Linked DNA regions of Gossypium arboreum: region 2 is linked to region 1. Evidence: chromatin contacts called from public Hi-C data. All regions are on one chromosome and are shown on one strand. Each heading gives the region's core, a stretch centred on a gene start, on an enhancer-like site or on the middle of the called end of the contact. The rest is flanking DNA. Distances are from core to core; before and after follow the strand shown.

Evidence for each region. A called contact is a pair of places that touch in the nucleus more often than the background predicts.
Region 2: a Hi-C map of leaf shows a contact between it and region 1, with 3 times the contacts expected there. The contact joins two enhancer-like sites. A contact is called at or near these places in 2 of 5 Hi-C or Micro-C datasets (both in leaf).

Annotation. Positions count from the first base shown.
Region 1 is chr3:38,045,703-38,049,385 of ASM2569848v2, reverse strand. No RefSeq gene overlaps it. Among protein-coding and RNA genes, the nearest start is that of LOC108473684, 12 kb to the left of the region's middle. Within about 2 kb of position 1,920, at least 2 of the 2 cell types and tissues checked have an H3K27ac peak or open chromatin away from gene starts, as enhancers often do. A contact at or near this core is called in leaf, where this site is marked.
Region 2 is chr3:38,276,983-38,280,665 of ASM2569848v2, reverse strand. It overlaps the pseudogene LOC108459394. Among protein-coding and RNA genes, the nearest start is that of LOC108473700, 16 kb to the right of the region's middle. Within about 2 kb of position 1,880, at least 2 of the 2 cell types and tissues checked have an H3K27ac peak or open chromatin away from gene starts, as enhancers often do. A contact at or near this core is called in leaf, where this site is marked.

The DNA of each region.
Region 1 (3,683 bases), core at 671-3,170:
TATAATATTCTTTTATGGTGGATGCAATAAACTTTAGATATGTTATTAAATTGACAATTCATAAAAGATTTAACTTGCATCTAATGGTTATTGTTACAACCTTTTATGAATCACTATATAGTAAAGTTTATATTAAAATCCTTGAAGGATTTAGGATGCTTGAAGTATATTGAAATTCTCGAGAAATTGTTCATTTATATGAATTGAAGTAATTTAAACATGTGGTAAATTTGACTTAATGAATAGTAGTTGAACGAGGATTATAAAATGATCCAAAATACCTATTTATGTTTTTATAAAAGAATCATGATTAAAGTTTGTTATAAGTATTGTTGAATCTCCTGAAGAGATCAAAATATATTTCTCTAAATTTCCCTCACTCATGACTTTTAAAAGAATGGTAATATAAATGCTTAGAAAATACATTGAAACAGTTATTTGGAAAACTAGTATTCAAGATTGAATACGTAAAATATGAGAAAATATGTGATGTTTTCATGAGGGGGAGTAAATACGCAATGCACTCTTTTTCGCTTAATCGAGGTTTTGTCCTATTGAGTTTTCCTAGTAAGGTTTTTTAATGAGACAGCATATTATGCGTATTATAGATTGTGTACTCTTTTTCTTTCATTAGGTTTTTACCCCACAGGGTTTTCCCTAATAAGGTTTTAACAAGACACATTATCTACCAATAGACATCCAAGGGGGAGTGTTATGAATATTTTATTAAGTAGATGCCCATCATGATCAAAATAAAGTTTTAATATACTTTAAATTCTAATACTTATTAGAATTAGATCTCTACTTCTTTTATACTTCTTGTGCCTAAAAATAAAAACTCGATAAAACATTGTAATCATTTCTTTGATCAATAAAATACATTTTCTATTGCTTTCATATTTTCTTTGTTCTTTATTCTCTCCATCTCTTTATTTTATAACATAAATAACTTTTTTATGTAATTTTAATGAGGGTGTAATATGATTATTTCTCATAAATTGTAATTTATATATATAATTATAATAATAACAATTTTCATTACCTTTCTTTTATACAAGCTTTCTTTTACATATAAATCCTCTCAAACCCTCTTAAATGAGGTCAAACTCACATTCTCGTGATGTGATTGTTGCAATGCTAATTGAGTTTTTTTTTTTATAGTTATAATCATTTAAAATGACTAGTTATATTTATATATAGTAATATATGTTATTTTATAATAATATATGTAAAAAACTGATTACGGGTCAAACATGTTTCATCTTCTTTTTTATAACCAAGAACTTGATCAACTTGTATTGATCCATATCACCACTTAAGCTTAAAACCTGAGTCTCGAACTCCCAGCAGCCCAGGAAGTTGTGATTGCCAAACTAGGCCCGGCTCTAGAAGATTGATGCTAAGCTCTTTGCCATTTTGGATCTATATTAGGACTAAAAAATGCCGTTGGTAATACTTGTTGCCAGCCAATAACCATTTTGACATAGGCCTCAAAGTGAACCCCAACCCACATAAAATGGGACATTCTAAAGTTTCACTTAATATTCCTTCTGATTGCTCATTTGTCCATAGTAAATCAAATCCGGGTTGTATCTTAAATTATCATATCTAAAATGGGGTCTGCAAAATTACAATGCCTCGAAGAAGTTCCAGTCAATATGTTCAACAGATAATTAAGTACTGAAAACAAAAGCATGTTTTTTTTTTTTCACTTGAATTTGAACCAGATTTGGAAAGGATTGAAACTTTTGACAAAGTTTCCTAGGTCTACAAAACACTTGTGCAATAATGTTTGCTAACCTCATTCATTGCATTGCAGCAAACCAAACCCTATACTCACCACTCACCCTACCTAAGCTAGCAGCTGTACTAAATAACTTATCCCAAGCCTCTCAGCAACGAAAATCCCACTATTCCCACAAAAAAGAAAAAGGCGAGTCATGATTCTATAACCATGTCATTTTGTATGCACTTGCCTCTAAATTCAGAACCACCCCCATTGCTTCATTATATGTATTACAATTTTACACTCTCTTCGTTCCTTGTTTATTTCCTTTCCCTTCAAAGATACGGTATTATATCTTCAATATTTCTAAACTTTTGAGGTTACAATTCTTTAAGTATATTATACAATTTACAAAAAGAAATTGATTAGGGAAAATAAAAAATAAAAAATAAAAAGTAAAGAAGGGTTGGTATGATTGATGCAGGCATTGGACAATGAAGGGCTCCCACTATTTCAAAGATCCAATTTATGAAGGTCATTGATTGTATAGTGCCATCATTACTTCATTTCCTTTTCTTTTCTTTTCTTTTTTTTTAATTATGGGATTACCAAAGGAAATCATCACAGTATATAGTGGTTGTCAGATAAGCAAAATAATTTCCTTTTTTTAAGCTTTCAGAGGCATAACTACTTGAAGAAGACAGTGTCTCCATCTTCTAATTTTGGCCCCTCTTATTATTATTATTAAACTATTCCCACATAAAATAAAATTAGAGTTGATTTAGATTGGGAGAGTGTGATGTGTTGCTCTTGATTGTATGCTCAATTTTCTTTCATTTGTTTGCATGTTTTGATGCATAGAAACTCGTCTAAATTTGCCAATTTCCGATGCTTTTGTCCCAACTTGGACGGCAATAGAAAATTTATTACTGCACCTTCCAGTTTATATTACTTTGGTAATTTGTAATCTACTGCCGAAAGCGGTTGGATGCACAAGTTTTTGTGAATTTTTTAATTAAGATATACCACAATTTTATTGTTAAAATAAATAATAATAAACATAAAATAAAGAATGGTGCCTGAACCATCATCATCACCACCAAGGAGGAATCATATTCTTGAGTTTGATTGTGAATTGGAACATAAACATAAAGTTTAAGCGAGAAAAGAAATTTTAATCAATGAATATGATTTAATTTTATTAAGAATCTCAATTTGTCATGTAGTAAACCAACCATTACCTGAGAGGTTGTGCTCAATAATAATGGTTTCATTCTTTTCTGCCTATTACTTTACATATTTTGAACAATGGCAGTGAGGCTAAGAAATCTTTTTAACAGCAGGAATTTTTCCCATCATACCAAATAATTATGGATTTGTAAGTTGTAAGTGGGAAATAATTTTTTTTTTTTGTCAACCATCACAATTCCTATTATATCTTCAAATCTCAATTATCATATCCAACTCTATTTTGTCCATTGCTAACCTGGCTCTTCCATTTATTTCCTTCATCTCCACGCATCCTTTTATTTCACCTAAAGTGGAAAAACAACCAAAAAAAAAATTTGTGACCCCGGTCGATTGTTTTGGAGAAATTTTTGAAGTGTCATCTTTTAGGCAAATAATTCGGACTGTCAATAACAGAAGGTATTGTAGTTTTGTTCCCACCCTCCGTAAAGAGTCGTATATAATTCACAGATGATAGTGAACGATACCTGAAAAATTCGGGATATGTGTTAGTATTAGCCATGAGAATAATTATAGATGTACTTAGACGTGTCATAGCTCAAACCACCAACCTTAGTTTTATATGAGCCTTATAAATAAATTTGATATCTCTTGAATTACAAGATTAAAAGTTCAAATTTATTAAGTATTTTTTTATTGTGATTATATAAATTGAATTAAACTTCAAGTTTTAATTATATATATATATGATTTATTTGTTTATTGAATC
Region 2 (3,683 bases), core at 631-3,130, 230 kb before region 1:
CAGTTTTGCCAACTCTAACTATACTAATATATAAAAGCAAAAACAAAAATTTATTGAGAAAATGGTAATGATCAGGTGTAGCCAAGCCAGCAATGGTACCAAACGTGTAATGTCAGTATAACCATAATAGGGTCTTAAAGCAGCAACTACCCTAGAAACTTGGGAGAAAAACAGAAGATTTCTATATAGCATTAAATTTTCTGCTTAATTTATATACCTTCGAATAACTGACTTCACCACCCCAAATCAAAACAAAGGTCAAAACTATAAACATATTGGTTGAAATGTTCATTCTACCACAATTTCATCTACAATAAACTCTAAACCTTTTTAGTCATCATCAACACTCTCAAATTATCTTGTGCAACTTTTTCATTCAACCAATAAATTTCAAAACTAAGTCAGACATATTCACTAACTCTAATAGGCAAGAGCTTGCAAACAATAAAGTGGGATTCGAATATAAAGATAAGGTGCAGGACATACCCTGCAGTGGCTACAATTCGCTCTTCCATAGTCGGTTTTGGCGGGAGCTTGGATTTGTAAACAGGGAATGTCAACACAATACCAAGATGATGAGAACCGAGTAGCCTGAAAGGGCTAGTTAGGACAGCTTTCCCAGTAGCCCTAGCCCTTACGATGTTCTCTCGATCCTCCTGCACATTAGCAGTCAATTCTAACAATCAAATTAAATGAAAAAGCCTAATAACCATAAACAGCAAAGTATTTACCTTCCCAGACATCATGTCAAGTGATTCAATGTAAGAAATAGTTTCTTGAGAGAATAACACGGTAGCGTATTCATCTCGGAGACGAGAAGGTTCTCTCTGCATTGTCTTTATTGTCCAACCATGTTGCTTCTCAAATTTCTCCCTCCCAGAATGTACCACTCTTTCTGCATAGGCCACCCCACTAAGCAATGGCCTCTCGAAAGCAGTTCTAGCAGTGTACTCCGCAAAGGTCTCCTGCATTTCTTCAAAATAAGCCACAACCAACTCATATGTCATTCAGGATATTCAAGACCAAAACTAAATTTTACAAACCTGATCGATAGCAGATGGATTCTTGTAGTAATGGAAAGTGGAGACAAGAAGGGCTAAGGCATGAACATGGTTAACACTAACACAGAACTGATCCTGCAACATCCTCGCCCTTTGGTCACACATGCTACTTAGTACTTCTTCCCTCCTCACGTTGTTGTCAGCATCCATTTTTTTGTAGATCCAAGTGCTGATAAAACCCATCACCATTACCCAAAGCAAAAGAAATTTTGGTAACCAAGCCCTGTTAGACTGAATAAATGTGTATCCTCTTTTGGTCCCCATTTGTTCATTCCCTTTGACAGCCACTGATTGGTGGTGATGGCTTTGCTGCAATTTAAGACCCATTACCAAATGCACAATACCATCTCAACTTGTTTTTCTTCTTCTTTCTTTGATACCCACTTCATATCTAAGCTTAACATGGACTCACCATACAAGGAAAGTTATCAATTCCCAGAGACAAGCATGAGTTCCAAAAGATGCAAAACAGCTCAAACTCCAAAAATATCTCATTAAATGAGGTTTTCTTTTTTTCTCTTGCTATATTTAATAAAAAATGGGATTTCACAGAGGAACAACACTAATCATGTTAGCTTCCAAGCATGAAAGTGGTGTTTTAGTTTAAAGCAACAAAGGCAAATTGAGAAGAGCACCTTCACTGTTTATATTTTTTCTAAATTAAAATCAAATCCTGCAGATTGACCAGTAACAAATCTCGCAGCAGAGCACAAAAAGTAAAGACCACAAATAAAGAAAAAAGAAAGAGAAAGATGTTTGGAGAAAGAAATGCGGGGGTCGTTTTGAAAGGGAACAGTGTTTTGCCTGTACATCATAGTACCTTGAATAATATATATCTAAAGAAATAAAGTAGAAAGGTTTTTTTCCCTTGGCTCTGCTTTGATCTGTTCTTCCTTTTTTCTTCTTTTTTTAGATTTATTTATGTTGTAGTAATAGTTTAATGCACATTTTATTTATGTATATTGCTTTCCCACTTTCTTCTTTGCTTTTCAGAGTAAAACTAGATCGAATTTTTAAGATTTTTGCAGATACGTTGTTGTCACTGTGTATCATAATTCAAAATTTATGAGTTTTGTTTTAGTAATTGGTGGAGAAAGAGAAGTTGGTAGAAATTTGAAAGAATGAAATAGAAGATGCTGATGGAATAAGTTGGAGATGAGATGGGGACCAAAACCACAATATTTCATCATTCTTGTATTCACACTTTTACGTTTTTATTTTATTTATTTATTTATCAATCTTATCTTAAGACTTCTTACCGCGCCCACTCAATGTGTGTGGGAGATGTGGATGTCGGCCATGTGGGCTTGCTGCCACTGATGCCCCACAGGCATCATTTTCCCTTAAAAAATGCAATCTTTTGGGATTAATTTCATACGAGGTCCTCCATTTTTAATTTGGTTCTAAATTTCACAATACTTTTATTTTGTGCTTGGGATTCCATTTGTTATATAAATGGTATATATTATGAAAAAATTAATTGGATTTCAATGTAATATATATTTACAAAGTATAGAAACCATAATTATTAACACTCATAAATTCCTTACCATTTTTAAAATTACTGTTAAATAGGCTTTCATGAATTTCATAAATTGTAACACCCCTTATCCAAGTTCGACGCCGGGACATGATATAAGGTGTTACCGGACTTAAATACATACAAACATACACTTCCTAGATATGAAATTTTGCTCCAAATTAAAACTTTTCATAATGCCTTAATGTCCCTACTATAGGTTTACGAGGCCCCGAACACACTTTGAAATTGATTCGAGACTAATCGGTGCATTCTAGAAAACTTTGTAAAATTTCAAGTTGATAGGGGCACACGCCCGTGTGTCTTCTTAACATGGCCATGTTGAAGGCCTGTGCGACTCACACGGCCTGAACATATCGGGACACGCCCATGTCCCTAGCCCATGTGAATTTATTTTTCAATTCGAACCTATAGAGGTATTCACACGGCCTAGCACACACCTGTGTCCATGGCCCGTGTCCTTCTCACGGCCATGGCACGCCCGTGTCTCAGCCCGTGTACAAAAACATTGACATTCTGTTTCTAATATCATCAACTAATTAGTACACGGCCAAGGCACACGCCCGTATGTTAGGCCGTGTCCTCCACACGGCTGAGACACACGGCCGTGTCTCTGCCCATATATTTACTACCATGCATAATGACTTGTAAAATTAAGGTGCAGGAGACACATGACCAGACTACACGCTCGTGAGGCAGACCATGTGTCAAACGCGGCTTAGACACACACCTGTGTGTCTCCCCGTGTGGACAAAAATAAGGCTATTTACCAAGCCTTTTTGCCACCCTTACTTGCACCAACCTACACAATATCAACCAAAACCAATCCAAGCATAACACATATAACCAAATCAACCACAACCATGAGAAATTTGCATCAAATGCATTTAATAATAATCAATATTAGCCAACATTAATGGCCTATACAAAATGAATATCACATCCATTATATGAGCCAACCCTTGTGGCTAAACTAACAAGACATTAAACAAAAGATTCAAGTCCTTATACATGCCAAAATCAAATGTTAAACTAGCTATACTAAAGGTTCAGGTGATAGTGTGATCGATGCCTCCGACGTC